Linked DNA regions of Mus musculus: all the other regions are linked to region 1. Evidence: chromatin contacts called from public Hi-C and HiChIP or PLAC-seq data. All regions are on one chromosome and are shown on one strand. The core of a region is the stretch at or near the end of the contact, and the rest is flanking DNA. Distances in the headings are between cores, read along the strand shown.

What was found. A called contact is a pair of places that touch in the nucleus more often than the background predicts. HiChIP or PLAC-seq counts read pairs in DNA pulled down with a chosen protein or histone mark.
Region 2: a contact with region 1 is called in an H3K4me3 HiChIP or PLAC-seq map of the 230-238 cell line, with 28 read pairs. The contact joins the promoter of Eed here to the promoter of Tmem126b in region 1. A contact is called at or near these places in 12 of 39 promoter capture datasets (the C10 cell line, cranial neural crest, embryonic stem cells and 7 more), 14 of 484 Hi-C or Micro-C datasets (B cells, CD4 T cells, CD8 T cells and 10 more), 25 of 115 datasets of contacts at active chromatin or transcription factors (the 230-238 cell line, DN3 thymocytes, the NIH/3T3 cell line and 18 more) and 4 of 9 other capture datasets (adipose tissue, liver, macrophages and 1 more).
Region 3: an H3K4me3 HiChIP or PLAC-seq map of the 230-238 cell line shows a contact between it and region 1, with 14 read pairs. The contact joins the enhancer-like site here to the promoter of Tmem126b in region 1. A contact is called at or near these places in 3 of 484 Hi-C or Micro-C datasets (CD4 T cells and muscle stem cells), 4 of 115 datasets of contacts at active chromatin or transcription factors (the 230-238 cell line, the SCID.adh cell line, large pre-B cells and 1 more) and 2 of 9 other capture datasets (adipose tissue and liver).
Region 4: a Hi-C map of cerebellum shows a contact between it and region 1, with 2.2 times the contacts expected there. The contact joins the promoter of E230029C05Rik here to the promoter of Tmem126b in region 1. A contact is called at or near these places in 8 of 39 promoter capture datasets (the HPC-7 cell line, hematopoietic stem and progenitor cells, liver and 4 more), 3 of 484 Hi-C or Micro-C datasets (the N1E-115 cell line, cerebellum and uterus), 8 of 115 datasets of contacts at active chromatin or transcription factors (the 230-238 cell line, bone marrow-derived macrophages, embryonic forebrain and 3 more) and 1 of 9 other capture datasets (macrophages).
Region 5: a contact with region 1 is called in an H3K27ac HiChIP or PLAC-seq map of embryonic stem cells, with 6 times the contacts expected there. The contact joins the enhancer-like site here to the promoter of Tmem126b in region 1. A contact is called at or near these places in 4 of 39 promoter capture datasets (cranial neural crest, embryonic stem cells and stem cell-derived epiblast-like cells), 1 of 484 Hi-C or Micro-C datasets (cerebral cortex) and 4 of 115 datasets of contacts at active chromatin or transcription factors (astrocytes and embryonic stem cells).

What each region holds. Positions count from the first base shown.
Region 1 is chr7:90,474,580-90,478,300 of GRCm38.p6, forward strand. Tmem126b (transmembrane protein 126B) reads right to left here and starts at 1,416. Exons shown (of 5, transcript NM_026734.2): 1 at 1,316-1,416. The coding sequence starts at 1,396. It also overlaps a transcript of Dlg2 not described here.
Region 2 is chr7:89,978,824-89,982,372 of GRCm38.p6, forward strand. Eed (embryonic ectoderm development) reads right to left here and starts at 2,153. Exons shown (of 12, transcript NM_021876.3): 1 at 1,589-2,153. The coding sequence starts at 1,702. RefSeq lists a promoter at 1,989-3,549, an enhancer at 2,412-2,448 and cis regulatory regions at 2,420-2,427, 2,623-2,630.
Region 3 is chr7:90,142,921-90,146,883 of GRCm38.p6, forward strand. All of the region lies in intron 1 of Picalm (phosphatidylinositol binding clathrin assembly protein), which reads left to right. Among named protein-coding and RNA genes, the nearest start is that of Picalm, 15 kb to the left of the region's middle. Within about 2 kb of position 1,546, at least 34 of the 459 cell types and tissues checked have an H3K27ac peak or open chromatin away from gene starts, as enhancers often do. A contact at or near this core is called in the 230-238 cell line, liver and pro-B cells, where this site is marked.
Region 4 is chr7:90,026,541-90,030,457 of GRCm38.p6, forward strand. E230029C05Rik (RIKEN cDNA E230029C05 gene) reads left to right here and starts at 2,619. Exons shown (of 6, transcript NR_110365.1): 1 at 2,619-2,687.
Region 5 is chr7:90,875,045-90,878,976 of GRCm38.p6, forward strand. It overlaps a transcript of Dlg2 not described here. Among named protein-coding and RNA genes, the nearest start is that of Gm39048, 140 kb to the right of the region's middle. Within about 2 kb of position 1,982, at least 4 of the 459 cell types and tissues checked have an H3K27ac peak or open chromatin away from gene starts, as enhancers often do. A contact at or near this core is called in embryonic stem cells and stem cell-derived epiblast-like cells, where this site is marked.

The DNA of each region.
Region 1 (3,721 bases), core at 166-2,665:
TGCTAACATTTATAAGTGATGAGCATATAATAAGCCTAAAATTAATGAAAAAAAAAATGGAGCCTGACTCCAGGAAATCAACACACACAAAGAATGGGTTCCTTGATCTTCTTAAGGTGGTATACAATTGATCAAAAGACCAGTATTTCTGCCTTAATACAACACAGCATTTAAGTCAGTTCTTTAAGATAGCTGAGAAGGGGGGTGGGCAGAGCAGGCATAAAATACTTTACAAATTATATTTTTTTGGGGGGGACTAGACTTACATCTTTTGCTCCCCCCTCCTTCTGCTATCCAAATGGAAAAATGGAAGAAGAAATAGTATTTTCTAAGGAGGATTCTCTAACCAATCCATCTAGTGTACGATGAAGGCAGATATTAATAGCATCATGGCTAATCAAAAAAACGTAGAGAAATTTTTGTTCTGTTCTCATCCAATTCCCTGAACAGCCCTCTTCACCACCCACAGAAAATTTCCAGGCCTTTAAGACAGCTTTGGGGAAAAGGGTACCCACAATTATGGCTGCAGGACAGTCAATATTGAAATAATCAAAAGCAACAGCAAATATTTTTGGCATCTGGCATTTGCAAGGGTTTCACTACACTCTCCTTAATTAAGGAGATATAGATTATTAACTTGCCCAGAGTTTTTTGTTTTGTTTTGTTTTAACTTATTTTTGTGCTGTTGGTATAGACGCCTGGGCTTCAGGCCTGACAAGTGCTCCATCATCAGATTCCAAGGAAGTCTTTCAGCAAGAACTGAAAATGAAGATTTTTGCCACAACCAACGTTTAATCTGAGAGTTAAGGAAGTTCAAAGTCACTCAACTGATTAGATCACCATCCTTATACACGTTAAGTGCATTTGTGTGGGCGTATGGCCTGCAAAGTGTGTGTGTGTTGTATCTTTAAGTGTATTATTTGACCTTCAGAATTTTATTCAACATGATTTGTCCAGCCGTGGTGGATATTAGGTTCTCGGGTAATCAAAAAAGTGAATGCATTCAAGAAGCCATCATAACCTTGCGTTAAGTCAGAACACATCAAATCAATAAAATGCAGGAGACTTAAACAGAATGAGAGAACTGGAGGTCGGGCCGGGTGGGGTAAGGCGATAAAGTATTTGTAATTGAAGAAAGGTCCTCGAGAAAGAGAAACAAGCTGCATTTAATCGGCGTAGACTTCAGGTCTACGCTGTTCGGAACTAGAGATTTGATTACACTCTACATAAAGTCGGGTTCGGTTCTATTTGCTCAAATCCTTCACGTGCATCATCTCCGAGGAGGCGACCCACACCACCCTAGATTTCCGCCTACCTGGGGTGCTTCCCTATTTCCCTCCTGCACAACACCAGCAACCTTCGACTCGGACCAACTTGGTCGCTGGGACGCCGCCATCTTAGCGCCTCACGTGACTGACAGGAGGGCGTGGCCGGAGCGCCTGGGGCGGGACTTGCAGCTGTCTGACAGCTCGTACCTTTAGTCCGGTACTCCCCCACCCAGTCAAAAGCCGCGCCCTCCAGCCGGGCGGAGGTTGGGCGTGGCGTCGCAGAAGTGCGATCTCTCATTGGCTCCGAGGAAGGCTCAGGGTCAGGGGCCCGCCCCTAGCCAGCCTTGCCTTGTCCTCTGCCAAATTGTCAGCCTGGCCAACCTGAAGGGAACCAGGGGCGGTTCGGGCGCAGGCCTGTTGCTGCGCGCCTTCTTCTCAGGGCGGCTGGGGTAACCGAGCCCTGGTAGTTCCTTCGGCCCGGTCGGTGTGTTAAGGCTGTGGTTTCTAAGGTTCCTCCTCAGAGCCTCCAGCCCGTCTCCCCGGCGCGGCCACAGCAGCACGGGCTAGCCTGCTCTCTACAGTCTTCAGTCCCCATAGTCCACCCTCAAGCCCCGCTTGGAAAGGGTTCAGTTAGAAATATCCCTTTTCCCTGCTCCCCCGAAGAGCCCTGGTCGGCCAGTGTTTTAGGGGTGGATGGTGCTGCGAGGAGGCCAGGCGCGCTTCCGTGCACGTGAAATGCCCAGCAGCGTCTGCCAGACCCGCAACCCCCGACCCTCCAGTCTCCATGTCTTAGGCAAGCCAAATTCGAGAGTTATATAATTTCTAGTGCTGCTGTTTCTCTTGCCCGAGGAAACACTTCATCGCTTGGAGGGTGCAGGACATTTCGGTGCTCTTCTGTATAAGATCGGGGTGTGGGCAGGGGTGGCCAGCGGTGGCAGAGAAATGTCTTTTCTGCAAAAGGAAGGTGGGTAGATTGGAGAGAGACTGAGAAAGGGTGGATGTGGAAGCCAAACAGCTGCACTCTCATTTAGGAAATCGCGGACTATTTGCATAGTGTGTGATTGCATGCCTAATACTACTACAGCGTCTCTGAAAACACCTTTTGGGGAAGGTTTGGTTTCTCCTTTCCAGCAGCCTCAGTGTTTTTCTTCGCCGGATAGGAAGCTGCTTGTTTGCGAAGAGATGGCATGATGTGAATGACTCCAGTGTGAAGAAGTCTGCTTCGCCAAATCATCCTGCATCAAGTGCCCATTGAATAGCACTGTCACTTTAATGTCTCCATGCCAAGGGATTGCCTTCCTTCTTTTCAATCCTCTCAGTTAATACACAGGAGGATCAGGATCTGAGGGGCATTAAGGATCAAGCCTTGGGGGCTTGGAGACCACAGAAGAAAAATAGGAAAGTGACAAGCTGGATAGTGTTTTACTGAGGGGCGAGAAACAGAACCAGTAAATAGAAGGGGGCCTTTGAATCTCTCTTTTGCCCCCAGAAAACTGTCCAAACTCACACACCCCTGAAAAGACTAGAGTAAGACGTTTTTAAAAGTGTTTTTGAAGGGGAAGTTTAAACTTTTTCCTAAAAATTGATGCTCTTTATTACGAACCATGTCGAACATGTATAAATTAATAAGTCAACCGTCCTAAAATTGGTTTGTGCCTTAATTGAGTTAGTTATTGAACATCTAAAAGTGTTGCTGCCTGAAGAGGAGTTTTAGTAACATTTTCTATGCATAAGATAACTTTCTCAGCTTTTAAAACAAGAATATATATTTTACAAAAATTGAAAAACTTGCTATTTTTTTCTTTGAAGACCTTGGGCAGTGTAATGTTTGGTTGTGGAGAAAGGCATCATTTTTTTCTTTATTTGAAATAGAAGACTCAGCCTGGATATCAAGGCTGAACGGTGAAGAGATTTGCAACAGTTAACCTGGTTCCATCTCCATTCAGCTGGATCAAGCAGAGACTGAAACTCAGAGATCTTGAGTCCAGAGTCAGTGGAGAGACCCAAGAATGCCAGTCAAGAAGAAAGGTGGGCTATGAGGTTCATACATAACATATGATTTTCCTTTTTCTTGGCTGTGGTTTTTGTAATTTAAATTGTATTCTATTGCAGGGCAAAATTTTGCCTGGTTTTGAGTAAATATTTACTGCAATGAATATCTGCTCAGTAGTACCTTTTCAGTAATATTTTATTATAGTAAAGTTAAGGTAATACTATAGACATATGTAAATTAATGAACCAGGTAGTTAATGTCACCATTTGTAATCAGAATAGATTCGGTGCTATAGGTTTGGGGTTTAAAGCTCAGTTTAAATAATCTTTTAAAAAGAAACTTGTACAGTGGAGTTTTTCCCCATGAGCTTGATACTTATTGAATGATTATGTAGGTGTAACATAAGGCAACATTTGTAAAATCATAGCTTTATTTCTTATACTTAAAAATAGACTTCATA
Region 2 (3,549 bases), core at 903-3,402, 500 kb before region 1:
GGGAAACCAGGTGTTGTGCCTCGAACCTTTGCTACAACACTTAGTGGGCAGGACATGCTGATCTCTGGATTCCAGGCCAACAAAGAGTACAAAGTGAGATCCTGTTGCAAAACTTAAAAAATAAAATACAACACCCCCCCCCCAACACACACACACACACACACACACACACACACACCCTTTGGTGAGGAAAGAACCTGTCCCTCCAATGATGTCAGGCATGTGCTTTACAAATGAGCTTTTATGCCTCTGTCCCTTTAAGAAAATTAAATATATTTTAAAGTTTTATACTTGGTCTGGTTTGTAATCTTATGTGCTTCATCTATACATCCACAGTATTCTGCAGGATATGGTGGTGCATAAATGTCTTCTAGGTACTGAGAGGGTTAAAGCACGGAAGGTAACAGGTGTGAGGGCAGCATGGGGAGAGTCTATGTTGAACAGGGAGATTCTAACTCAAACAAACAAACAAAAAATCCCTTTTTCTGAGAGGACCCCAAAGGGTTCAATAATGTGTCAAAAACACACATACCAAAACGTTAAGTCTTGTCCCTCTTTGAAGGGACCGAAGCAAAAGCTAACTCAATCATTCAACTATGGATAAATTTAGAAAGCATCAAAAAATGTACCTTAGGAGTTTGGAAAGATAAAATGAGCTTTCACTTAAATTTTTTCCCTGACAATTTCCTCATTATAAATTTGACATTTTCATTAAAGTCTAAGTAATCATTATACGAAAGGCCAAAGCCTCTACGCTACCCTATCAGAATATAAGTATCTAATTATTAGAACACGTGTCTAGTACTCTTTACAACGCTTGCATAGTATTTTTTTTTTTTTTTTTTTTTTTTTTTTTTTTTTACGGGGCGGCATTTCTCTAAGCACCGACTTCCCTTAATCTTCACACTTGGCTCAAGTACAGAATTTACCACGGTGGCCTGAAATCTTCCAATCCCTTTACATTAAGCAAAAACTTTCAAACTGTTCCCTCCTTTGCCTTAATCAAAGGTGGCTCCCCCTCTACGATCTTCTCGATTCTACTCCTTCCACAAAAAAGTCGACACGAAGGCACACCGCACTTCCATGGAAAGGGGCATACATAACCGCACGGTCACGTAAACCCAAGCCAGAGATCTATACTTTCCATCCTGAAGATCCCGTAGTGCTCTACAGTGACACAGCCCCTCGGATCCTTACGAGGACCCTTCGTACCAACTTTCCTGGGGAAAACTGAACCTCTTACCTCGAGCATGCCTTTTAAACCAGTAAGTACAATCTCAGATTCGCAATCAGCGTCAAGCCCCCAAAGGCACAAACTCCGTCTCCCACGCAGGGACGATCTGAGCGGACCTCGCAGACCCTTTGGGACCTTTAATCCGCTCCTCGACAACTTTCTGCTTGCTATCTGCCGCAGTCCCAGCTCGAAAGCCCCAGCCAAACCGGACTTCCCCGCACGCCTGCGTTCTCCTGAGCGCGGGTGACACCTTTCCCTCCCCCCACGGCCGCCCGCCCGCCGGCCCCGACCGCAGTTACCAAAGAACCTGAAACTTCTACTCCACAGTCCCGGGACAGGCGGGGCTGCACTCACATTTTCGTCTCCCGAGAGGTCCGGGTTGCTGTTCTCGTCGCTGCTCAACTTCTGCTTCTTGGCCGCGGGCATGTCTGTTCCCGCCGGCGCAGTCGACACTTCCCTCTCGGACATGTTCCTCCGCCTCCCTCCAGGTTCTTGCCGCCTCGGGCGGGGCCTCCGCCACACCGCCGTCAAGCACGCCCGGCCCGAGCCTGCCGCAAAGCTGCCGGCGCCGCCACCGCCGCCGCCCCCCCCACTGTCGCAAATCGCGCCCAGCCGCCGAGGCGGGCGTGCGTGCGACCCCGCCACACTGCTGAAAAAGGGGCGCGCACGCGCGCGCCCTCCCGCACGGCTTCCCGGCTGCTTCCCGTCCCTTGGTCCGGGCGGGCGGTTTTCCCGCCGCCCTCTCGACACTTTGCACCGAGGCGTCGGATCTGCTGGCTCAGAGGGCAGGGGTTTCCTACGTCCCCCTTCCCCACCAGCGCCTAGAGACGAGGCGGAACTCAAAGGGCTGCTCCCTCACCCCCTTCCTGGCCAAGACGTTTCATCCGCAATTGGCTCAATCCTTCGATCTCCGACCCGCTGCAAACGAACGAAAGTCTGTGGCCTGGATCGGCCCACCACTGCTCCCGAGGGAGGGGGGAGGAAAGAGAAGTCACCTCTTGTTTTAGGGGGTCTGTGTCTACGGTCCCTGATGCGGAGCTCGGGAGAACAACTTCGAGTTAGTGTTTACGGAACTTCTCACAGCCTAGATTCTTTTTTTGAAGGGAGAGATTCAAAATCTATAGGCTGTTCCCTGCTCGCCTCCCCCATCGGGCACATGGACGGGTCCCACCTGCAGGTGCGCATGCGCTGAGGCGTATTCTCGCGCTGGGTTACGGAGACGACAGGCCGCCTCCTGGCCCCTCCTCCCCTCGGTTCTGTCTGCTGAACCAGGTAGTCTTTCCACCGGTTTCTGAAGCTTCGGGGAGGATTTCAAAACGGTACCAAATCAGTGCCTACGGACACGCCTCCGTTCTGGGCAGATATTTTATCTAATAAATACTTATTACAATGATTGGTTATATTCAACCGGTTGGTGCCACTATTGGCTTAAGTAAGCCTGTATTTTAAATTACATATTTAGACTTAAGTAAAAATACCTTGTGATGCATGATACATTCTAGTAATCCAACATCGGAAGGGCAACAACGGAAGTACTGCCTGCTCGCCTCAATCTTTAGATCATCCTGGTCGACATAGCAAGTTCCGAGCCAATCAAGGCTATTTACTAAAAACCTGTTTGAAAAAAAATTTTTTTAATTGTATGGATCGGACAGAGTATGGGGGCATGCCTTTTATTCCAGCACTAGGGTGTCAGAGGCAGGTCGATTGCAGTGTGTTAGAGCTACACACTGGTTTGGTCTACACGAGGAGTTCCAGGACAGCCTGGGCTTCGTTATAGACCCTCTTTCCAAAAATAAATAAATAAAAATTACATGGTTCTGAATTGTCATAATTCATAGTCTTAAGTGTTCGTTTTAGCTGTTGAAAGCTGAGGCTCTAGGAAACTGACAAGACCTATAAGTCACTGTGAGCAACTGCATGAGTTTGTGAGACTTAGGTAAAAGGCAATTTTTTAATATAGGGAAAGGTAACTAAATTTGCCCGTATCATTAAAAACTCTTTAATTTTTCATTTTTAGATTAAAAAAAATGTGTGTATGAGTGTGTGTATGTCTGTGCCCCACATGTCTGTACTGGTACACAAAGTCAGAGGATGTTGGATCCCTGGGACTGGAGTCACTAACGTTTGCGAGCCAGCCTGTAGCCAGTCTGTAGCCAGCCTGTAGCCAGCCTGTAGCCAGCCTTAACCACTGAGCCAGCTCACTTGTCCCCTCAGGTACAATCTTGACAGACAAATAATAAATTTGTGAGCCTTGTGGATTTGGTGGGTGTATTGTTAAGCCATGGGAATGTCTGAATGAAGAACTTCCTCTC
Region 3 (3,963 bases), core at 296-2,795, 330 kb before region 1:
CAGACTTTTAAATTTTGAGTAGTTCCAATGTCTGTATTTATATAGTATTATTTTATTACATTATTGTACTATAAACTATCATTTAAATTTTTATGTTACTTTATTACTATAGATTATTATTAATAATACAGTGATAAGTACTCAGGTTTGAGGGGTATTTGTCTTTCAGGTGAATGGGATCATTGAAGAAGAACAACAAAAGGCTTAATATCTATCTAATTTTGACCTAAATGTAGATCCCTCCCTTTCTTCCTTCTGGTTTGGTTTTTTTTTTTTTTTTTTTTTTTTTTTTTGACTAGGTTTTAGTATGTAGCCCACATACCTGTTTCCTGAGTGCTGAGTTTAAAGGCATGTACCACTATGTCAAGCTAAAAGTTTGTTAAAAGTTTAAGAAAACTTCAATATTACACAGAGTTGGATGAAATTAATTTAGTTAGGATACAGTGTACACAGAGTTGGAGAATAACTTAGATTTGGGTTGTTATTTCTTGTGTTTTGCATTGACATGTAGTAGCATATTTATAAAAACCTCTAAAAAATCTGTTTAATAATCTTGTTCTGGTTTATAAAGGTGGCACATGCCTTTAATCCCAGCGCCCAGGAGGCAGAGGCAGTCAGATTTTTAGGAGTTCAAGGCCATCCTGGTCTAGAGGTCCAGGACATTGACAGCTATATAGTTAGACCTTGTCTCAACTCCTCACTCTTAAAAAAGGAAAGAATATGTGGACATTTATCCATTTAATTTGCTTATCTTGCAGTGCTGGGGTTTGAACCCAGAGCCTCATTGCATACTAGGCAAGCATTCCTACTTCCATGATATATCCCTAGCCTTAACTTTTTTATTTTTGGTCAGAGTACATTTACTTTCAGATGATAATAAAGAACCTTGCCTGGGAGTCTGGAGAAACCCCTTATCTAGCTCACAGAAAACTTTCAGAGACTGGGGAATAGAGGACTTCCCAACAAATAATGATTTCTATAAGTATGTAAAGTTCTATTTGGGAATAGCAACTTCAAGAGGGAACTCACCTTGTGGAGTATTGGTGCTAGCCTTCTCTCTGCATGACCTTAGAAAATCAGCTTGCTTGTTTTCTAAATTGCCTTTTTCTCTGCTATTCTGTGATGCTAAATTTGTGCTCCTTTAGCTTTTCGTTATTGGCTTTGGCAATTACCATCATAACCTTTGAAAACTACAGTCAAGAAACTGTTTGTCTACTTAGCTCTTCCTTTATTTCCCACAAGTTTTCAGTCCCATGTACTAATATATTATTACTTAAAAAAACAATGAGAGCTTGTATGTCATGCAGCTGTTGACATTCTTTTATGTGATTTTGTTTTTAGGAAAAAATGGCTAACAAAATGTGAAATTTCTTGTACCTTTATTGAAAATATGTAACGAATATAAATATATATGATAAAAGGCTTCCGATCAGTCTCTTCAAATATATGTCATGTTTGCTTTCAAAGTTTTCACTTCAGGTTTGTCACAGGATCTCTTTATTTGTGCATTAGGTTGGAAGCCTTTGTTCAGTGAAGCACAGCTGTCTAGGTGGGACACACTTGAGCAGCCATGAGTAGCAACTGCAATAAGGTTGCTCCCCATGCTTCTACTGGAAGAGTTTTATTTTTATTTTATACTCATGGCACCTATTCCTGAAAATAGGGACTGTTTTGTTTGCTTCTGTATCTCTTGAACTGAGAATATTAATGCCTGTTGTATAAAAGTAATTTTTGTGAATTTTTTTGAGATTAATGCCTGTTGTATAAAAGTATTTTTTGTAAATTTTTTTTTTTTGTTGTTTTGTTTTTCGAGACAGGGTTTCTCTGTTTAGCCCTGGCTGTCCTGGATTTAATGTGTTTTATGTTGCACTTTGGTTTTGATAAAGGTCCTCATGTAGTTGAGGCTAACATTGAACCCCTCATCTTCCTGGTTTTGCATCTTGAATGTTGCTATTACAGGAGTGCTCTACTACATCTGCTTTTAATGTGCCTTTGATGACGACAGTGGGTTTAGTGTACTAGGCTAGTGAACCTTTCGGTGAACAGTTTTTAAGTGTTAACTTGTTCTTGAATAAAATTAATGTTTTAATGTTGAAAACATTTAATGTGATATTGATCTTAAGTTGGTTCACTTGTCAGTTCAGAGAACTTATACCAGAATTAGTTTAGTTTTTAATTAGGAAAAGGTAAAGGGTGTTAGTAGCAGTGCTCGTAACTATTTTCCTAGACGAGGTGAGGTGCAGTAAGTAATTTTCCTGTATTTTTGGCTTTATCATAATAGAACAGTTGAGAATGTTATCAGAAGTGTCATTAACCAGTTACTCTGTACTGTTTCTAAGAAAGTAACATCTTAGAATAGTTAAATGATGAATTATAGGTTCTTGCCATAGCCTTATTTTATGTTTCATTTTGCTTAACACAACTATAGGAATATTACATTTTTTACTATTAAGAATTTTTAGTTGCTTGTTGAAAGGACTGCTGCTTTTGTGTGTGTGTTTATACATTTTCTTCTTAATGGTAGAATTCTACAGTAGATCAGGGCTGCATTTAGAAAGTATGTAATTGTATGTATAGGTTTGGACTGAAATCTCTGTGTAGCTGGGATAACTGCTAGTAGAAGATGAAAGGAGTTTGTGTTTACTTGCAGTGAATGATTTACTAGTTCTTGTGAGACTCCCATGCTGCCTGTGGTGTTAAGAAGTAAATTGTACAGCTAGGTTAGTTGATTTGGTATTTCCCCTTCCCTTTGGTTTTTGTTTGTTTTTGGTCCTCTAAGTGATTGACAATTAAATAGAAAACTTACTGGTATAGTTTGTATAATCTTTAATCATGTTCAGTTTGTAGTTATACTTAGAAAATTTGCCTTTTAACATTTGCTTGCTTCCAGTTTGTTTTTAGATTACATCTTTGGGAAGGAAGGGGAGGAATTTGGTAGCATTTCTGTGAGGTTAGTAGAATAGGAAACTGATTTCAAATGGTAGTTGCTAATGTTATTTCAGGTGAGCAGCCTACGGGGATTTGGGCTTTTATTTATAAGGCCAGTGAGTACACTGGACGTTACTTTCCTTTTCTTTTTTCTTGAGATGGAGTCTCATGTCGTTCAGGTTTGCTCATTTGGGGCTTGAGACACAGTCTTACAATGTAGACCATGCTGGTCTGGAACTCACTGTGTAACACAGGTGACCTTCAACTCTTTGGCAGTGTTCCCTACTCAGCAGCCTAAGCCCTAGGATTGCAGGTTTGTGCTCGCATTTCTGGCCAAAACTAATAAAAAGAAGAAACTAAATGGCTGAGATAGCTGAAACACAATGATCAAGAATGAATTTAGAATTTATTTCTAGATCCTTTACTCATTTGTTAGGTTACAGACCTGTTACATCGTAGTACAGTCGTGTCCCATGGAGCTGAATGACATGTGCTTGAGAGAGCCAGGAAACCCTAAGCTGAACTTTAAGAGTGGAGAAATTATGTCTTCATTACTACTGAAGCAGAGATGGAGTAGCACTTAGGACAAACTATTAAGAGAGTGAAGCTCACTAGTGAGACTCCAAAGACTGCTTGCTAACAGGGACAGATGAACTTTAAAGGATGATGTAATAGGAAGGTCTAAAAATAGACAGTTTCTCACTTGCCAGTCATAGTCATTCTAAAAGGTGGTGTCCAACAGCAGCAGTGAAAAGATAAGCTGGTTCATGTGCTCCAGTGTCTGTTAAGTTTAAGGAAGGCTCAACTAGAAAAGTAATATTTCCCGTAGTAGCATATTAGTTGAGCATAAGATTTATTTGAGGATTCTTTGATAAAATTACACTGGAAGTTAAATATTGACATTGTAAAACGACAGTAGAAAGGTAGTTAAAGTTTTTTAAAGGTGGCTAGCTCTCTGTACTACTTAAGGTTTACATTATTTCCTCATGATAAGCCAACAAAAACCATAATATCCTTTCAGAAATTTAACAGACT
Region 4 (3,917 bases), core at 1,369-3,868, 450 kb before region 1:
ACCTCCTGGATTATTTGGCTCAGTGACTCAACTGGGCTATCTGATGGCCGTTAAATGTTGTAAGTCTCCCACAGCGAAAGAAAGACAAATCAAAGCAACCTACAGGTCTTTTATACAATACACCTGCATTATTAGTGCTCACAATAAGGAGGCAAAGCCTTATGTTAACAGAGGCTCCAGGGATAGAGGCGGGCACCAACGCTACTGGTGGCATCTTAAGTACAGACCACTTTTGTGCAGAGTAATCAGAGAAGCCGTATCAAACCTGGGTATCCGTTGTTTGCTTTGGAACCTACATCAAGGAAAGAGACTAAGAGCAGAAAGCAGTAAATGGGAATAATTCAGCTCCTATGGTTTATAACAGTTTGAAACTGGACAGTATCCAAAGCCCCAGCTTTAAAGCTACGATTAAACAACGGCACACCAACTGACTCAGAACACTTTGTAACCAAAAAAACCCAAAAAACAAAAAAACCCGATAATCATGTGGACATGGAAATACAACTGTGAAATAAAATGAAGCAAAAATTAAAAAATGGAATCACACCAAATCCTGTCAACAGTGTGCAGAAACTGGAATTTGTAAGCTTTCTTAGTAGGATGTAAAATGGTGACATTATCCTGGGAAACATCATGGTATTTGGTGCAGCTATGCCATTTCTATGCATAAATGCAAGTTGAAAACTACAACTCCACAAAAAACCGATATACAAACATTCATAGCAATATTTCTAAACATAATAAAAGATAACAACCCACACGCCCACTAACTGATGAGTGAGTGGAGAAATGTAAGACATGTCTCATACATATATTACATGCATCACATCCGAACACGGATGAACTTTGAAAGCATCATTATGTTTAGTAAAAAAGCAGTCATGAAGAAACATATACACATACAATATACATATTAACATATAATTATATACTATATATAAACACATAAATATATATTAATACATAACTATATATTATGTGTATGTAGGTATATACCCATTAATATTAAGTGCCCAGAATGGGGACAATTTTTAGGGATGTAAAGTGTACTAGTGGTTGCTTATGGTTGGGCATAGAAGTGAGTATGGGACAATTGGCTGGGAGTAACAGCTAAAAGATCTTTGGCTTCTTTTTGTGGTGATAGTTGTACAACTCTGATATGATGTGCTGAAAATGATGGGAGCACAGGCTTCAAGTGGGCAAGACTGCAGAGCATGTGAGTTACCCCAGTATATTCCTCACCTTACAAACTTTAAAAATCATTGCATTGTACATTTGTAAGCGGTGTAAAATACACACACACACACACACACACACACACACACACATATATGTATATATATATATATATATATTTTTTTTTTTTTTTTTTTTTTTTTTTTGAGCCAGAGGCTTGCTAAGTCACCCAGGCTTGCCTCAAACTCACTATGTCACTCATGCTGACATGGAAATTTTGGAGATCCTCTTGCCTGTCTCCCTAGTGCTGGGATTACCAACATGTCCCAGCAGTGCTGGCTCAATGGGTAGATGCCCTCTTCTTTCTTGGTGCTGGAGTTTGTGCCACCAAGCCTGGCTGATAAAGCTATTTTTAAGAAACCAAAGCATGCGGGGTACAGGGTCAGGCAGATCTCTGTGAGTTTGAGACTAGTCTAGTCTACAAAGCAAGTTCTAGGACAGCCAGGGCTACACAGAGAAACCCTGTCTCACAAACCAAAAAGAAAGACAGACAGACATACACACAGACAGAAAAGAAAGGAAGAAAGAAAGGAAGAAAGAAAAACACAACCTGGCTGTTGCTTTGAATGCATCTGTATTATTATTGTTGTTATTGTTATTATTATTATTATTTGTAAAATAATGAAGGCTGAAAGCGACTGAACATCAGGTGAGATATAAGAGCAGTGCATAAAATTTGGAGTTCAGAAACCTGGTTCCGTTCCTCATCTTTTTCTTTTTCTTTTTTTTTTTTTTTTTTTTTGGTTTTTCGAGACAGGGTTTCTCTGTATAGCCCTGGCTGTCCTGGAACTCACTTTGTAGACCAGGCTGGCCTCGAACTCAAGAGATTCACCTGCCTCTGCCTCCCGAGTGCTGGGATTAAAGGCGTGCGCCACCACGCCCGGCTTCCTCATCTTTTTCAAAAGAAATATTTTTATATTTATTTGTATGCAAAGGTGCATGCATGCCATAGCATGCCTGTTGAGGTCAGAGAACAAAGTTCAGAAGTTCATGATGCAGGTCCCAAGCATCAAACTCAGGTCATTAGGCTTAGCAAGCACCTTTATCCACGGACCCATCTCACCCGTTCACCGTTCCTCTTGCCACTGCTCACTGACCGTTTCATACTATTTTCCCATTTGCAAAGCAGGAAAATTAGCTCTACCTTACATGGGTGCTTCTGGGCACAGAATGTTTAATGGGCTCATTTTCTTGTCTTTTAGGGTTGTTTAAGCCTGAGGTTAAAACAGCATGGTGATAAAGTCCACTAATGTATGAAAGGGATTTGAAAGTTAAGTCTTCTATAGAAGATAAGCTAACATGGGTCTCAGTCACGGCTGTGTATCAGGAAGTAAAACCAGCCGAGCCTTGACCTTTAAAAGGAAGCACTACCCCTTTGTCCAAGTGCCTTATAACATGTCTTTATAACTGGCTGTGTAAGAATGAAGAAAAGCTGTCCATCTTCTGAGAAGGTATGCTGCTTATAAAGGGAATGTGCAGGTTTGGGTTGGGGGACTGGGAAGGAGGCTGACATAAAGGATCAAAGGTGTGTGGTGCCAAGTTACCATAGCAACGTGTTCTGCTGCTCCGCGCGGCTTGCAGTCTTGGGCTTGCCCCCAGATGGATGAGGCGCTTGGCAAACGCCAGAACCAAGCTTCTCTGCATGAAATTATTTTCTCCATATGCAGCTAAGAGAGGCAGATACCCTTTCCCACAAATGATGTGCAAAAGGAAGAGCCTGGGTTTTTACAAAGCAACTTCCTCTCCTTTCTTAGAATGAGACCAGAGAGTCCACGTCTCCCTCCAATGCCTGGGATGTGAAGTACTCAGTAGATAGCTGGGTCAGGAGCAAATGATCAGAATTTACGCAGACGGCCAGAGTGGCAGGGAGCATCATGGCTTATTGGCAAGAAGCGGCTCCTAAATTATATCAAGGACTCTCGGAAAGGAGAACTCAATTCACACGGCACACACTTCACTGTCTGTTGCAAGCCACACAGTGTGTTTATGTCTGGATCTGGCCTTTATTAAATTTCTTCAGCCTGTGGCACATTCCCCTCAGATATTGTGTTTATTATTCAGACAGGGCAGGGAGCTGCTCCCCACCCGTGCCCCTCAATCTTCTGTCCTGCACATATCTCAGATGTTGTAGGGACAGCGTGTGACAATGTCTGCTTAGTGGACATTCCGTTCTCAACCTTTCCGAGATCCTGATGGAAAAGGGGGCCTGCCCTGGCCAGCATCTGGGCACGTCATCTTTTCCTTATAAAGAGCAGAGACAACCTTCCTGGAGCCGGGGCAGCTGTTTTTGTAATCAGTCTCGTAGGATTGAAAAGCATCGCTTCAACCCAGGAGTGGGGCTCTCAGTTCTACCTCTGGGGACGGTGTTGAGGGGGTCTCATTGCTCACGAAACCTCTGTCTGCTTCTCCTTCTCTACAATAGTCTTGCATTTTTGGCACATCCTCTGGGACTCTGCTTTCCTGGAAGACATTTTCTTTCTGTAACTCCTCTGCCGCTTCATCAAACCTCTCGCCAAAGTGGGGAAGAGAATCATCCCCCACCCCGCAGATTATGTGAACTGCCTCAGCCTGCAAGTGGCCAACATGCTGGCAGTACCAGGAACTCTCCCCAGTTAATCCCCACAGTGGCTCTGGGAGGCGAATATTTTTCATTCCTGTTTTATCTTTGAGGAATCAGGTCT
Region 5 (3,932 bases), core at 732-3,231, 400 kb after region 1:
GACTTCTTCTCCAGCTTCTCTTGATGATGGACTTTGCATGGAAGTATGAGCCAAATAATCCTTTATTCCCTGAGTTGCTCTTGGTTTGGTATTTATCACAGCAATAAAAAAAAAATAGGACAGATCAGAAGTATATAATATTGTTAAAATGGATTTGTGACTAAAAGCATTCTGCAGAATCAATAAAATACTTATCAAAATTAGAGTGATATTTTTCATGGAAATAGAAAGAAAATGTTTTTAAAAATTCACATAAAACACCAAAACATGGCAAATGAAATCCAGAGTAGAAAGAACAATGCCAGAGATATAACAAAATCTTACTTCAAATCATTTCACAGACCCATAGTAATAAAACCAGCAAGGCAGAGACACAAAACCAGACATGTACACCAGTGAACAGAAAAAAAAAAAAAAAAAAAAAAAAACTAAGAATAACTCAACACAGCTGAAGTAATTTGATTCTTGATAAAGGCTCCAAAAGCACGCACAAGGTGATAACGCCTTTTAAAGAAGAAGTGCCAGAAAACTAAATATCCACATCTAGGAGATTAAAGTATAGATTTTGATCTCACACACTGTGCAATAATTAGTTCCAAATTGATTAATAATTTAAAATAAGACTTGAAACTTTAAAACTAGTAAAGGAGAGGGAACACAACTCAATACAAGAGAAATTCCTTTCTAACTACAATAGCTCAGGGAATTAAAGTAAGAATTCCCAAACAGGATTATATAAAATAAATGAAATCATATAGCAAAGCAAGCCATTTCTAGAGACAAGAGACAGCCTATATTTAACAGGGGATTGGCAAGGGGGAGGTTATAGGGGACTTCCAGAGAGAAAATTTGGCAAGGGATAGCATTTGAAATGTAAATGAAGAAAATATCTGATAAAAAATTTTAAAATGCAGAAAATGTAAAATATTTAAAAACATTAAATGACAAGTGAGCAAACAATCTGGTTACTTAATGGGCAAATAAATTTAGCAGGCTCTTCAATGAAAATATATAATTGGCCAATGCAGGAATGTCCAGTCATTAGCTATAAGAAAATGAATGAAAATTAAAACTCTGTCAATGGGACTTGAGAGAGAGCGCAGTAGCTAACAACCCTGGCTGTTCCTCTAGAGGACCCAATTCAATACCCAGCACCCACATGACCCAACCATCTATAACTCTAATTACCAGGAATCTTATGCTCTCTTTTTATCTTTATGGGAACCAGACATTCATGTGGTATGTTGTGCAGGGACATTCATACAGGAAAAACTCTCATCCATACACATATAAATAAATAAACAAACAAACAAACAAATAAATAAAACATACATAATACATACATACATACATACATACATACATACATGCCACAGACTCTCTGGGTCCCTTTGTCTGCGTGGACGGGTCTCTGGATACAGATGGGCAAGGAGTTGGAGAGTGATAGACAGACCAAACACGAGAGATTGTGTAGAATCTGAATGTAATGTCAGGTCAAGCATCAAACATTTTATACGCAGAATAGCAAGAAACCAGACAAAACAATCCACCAAGTTACAGTGACGCAATACAAAAGGAATGTATACATCAAAAGAAGGCGGGGACCAGGCCGCTGCCACTAAGAAGGGAGCCAGTTGTAAAGCTAGTCTACTGTTAAGCCCACCACCAGGGGTTCTACTTTAGCAGACCTTCTCATGAATACTGCAATACCACAATCCTCCTATTTCCTGGGCTCTGATAATTTTTAGTGTGAGTGTAACTTTTAAGTATCTGAGGAGAATCTTCATTTGTCAGAAGAATTCACCAACTTGCCTCTAATATGCAATGTAGCCTGTACTGAAGATTTCTATCTCAGTGGGATTCCCTGGCTCTTTTATGGTATTCCCTTGTTTGGGTGAGATTTGCTACTGTCCTTAGTAGATACTCTGCAAACCAGCCACGAGCTGTTGGCTCTGTCTTTTGTAATGCTTAATGAGTTACTGAATAGGTAACTTCCTTACTGCATTTCTACCGGATTCCAAGCTTGTCTGGCTTCTGGCACATTGGAACACTGGTGGGAGACCTAACTATATCAGAATTCAATCTTAAAAGGCACTTATAATAAAATAATACTAAAAGAGAGCACGTGGATCCATACACCAGACTAACGTGAGGCTAGGGTATGAGTATACGGGTTAATGAGAATGCCAAAGCTCCAGGAAACTCTTGAGTGCTTTCAGGCCTCTTGGCCTGCCAAGCAAACTTCACTGGCGTGTGCATAGCACATACATACATACATACATACATACATACATACACACATACATACACACATACATACATAAACCTGTGTTGATATTTCATCTCAACCCAGTCAGAGTGTCCAAGGTTAAGAAATAAACAACATAGGTTGCTGCTGGCACAGAAGTGGACATATATTAGCTAAAGACTATCAGAATCATGATATGTATTCCTTACACAATTAGGCTAACACTTTAATATGATCTAGAAATACTACTTCTGTGAACAATTTCAAAAGAATCAGTTCCTTCATTAGAGCAGTATCTGTATGTCTATGTGTATCTCAGTACTATACACAAGGCTAAGCTATAGAATTAGCCTAGGTGTTCCCCAGAACATGAATGTAGAAATAAAATATGGAATATCTATCTATCTATCTATCTATCTATCTATCTATCTATCTATCTATCTATCTATCTTCTATTTATCTGAGGTTTTCTTGTTTTGTTTTGCTTTGCTTTGCTTTGCTTTGTTTTGTTTGTTTTTGTTTTTCAAGACAGGGTTTCTCTGTGTAGCCCTGGCTGTCCTGGAACACACTCTGTAGATCAAGCTGGCCTGGAACTCAGAAATCAGCCTGCCTCTGCCTCCCAGGTGCTGGGATTAAAGGCGTATATCACCACTGCCCAGCCTATCTGAGTTTTATTTAGCTCTAAAGGAAATAAAATCATGTCTTTGTACAAAAATAAATGGAACTATAGATCATCATTTAAAGCATCATAGTCAGACTTATGAATAAAAACAATAACTATTCTCTATCTGATGAGGACATGAAGACAAAGTGGGACTTCTTAGGGACAAGGAAGTGGAAATGAGAGAGAGAGGGAGAGGAGGAGGGAGAGGGGGAGGGAGAAGGGAAGGGGGAGAGGGAGTTAATATAATCAAAGTTATAGGATTGTGTGAAAGGATTGGTACTAGCTTGTCTTATGTCAGCTTGACACATAAACTAGAGTTAAATAAGGAACCTCCACCATAAGATGTGGCTGTTTCTTAATTAGTAATTGATGGGGGGAGAGCCAAGTCCATTGTGCATAATGCCATTCTTGGTCTGGCGGCTCTAGGTTCTACAAGAAAGCAGGCTGAGGAAGCCAGTAAGTAGTACCCTTCCATGGTTTCTGCATTAACTTCTGAGTCCAGGATCTTGCCCTGTTTGAGTTTCTGTCCTGTCCTCCTTCAATGATAAACAGCACTGGAGAATTGTAAGCTGAATAAATCCTTTCCTCCCCAACCTATATGTTGGTTATAGTGTTTCATCACAGCAATAGAAACACTAAGAAAAGTATCATAATGAAATTTATTACTGACACATAGTAATGCAAAAGAAAAAAATTACTCTCACGTACAAAATTATCATTGAAGCTTGTGAACATTGTGTCAACCAAAATAATCTGGCAACAAAAAAGATTACTATATAATTTTACTTATATAAGGTATATAAAGTACTCAAACTCTTAGAAAGAAAAGGTGACAAATGGATTGCTTATTGGTAAGGGGATTGATGAGGGAAAATTAGTGTGTCATGGATAGAGAGTTTCAGTTTTAATATAAAAGTTTTACTGTTAATATATGTAAGACTATTGAACTCTACACTTAAAATGGTTGAGAATGTAAGATTAATATTTTATGTTTCTAGTAAATGATAATATCAATGCTAT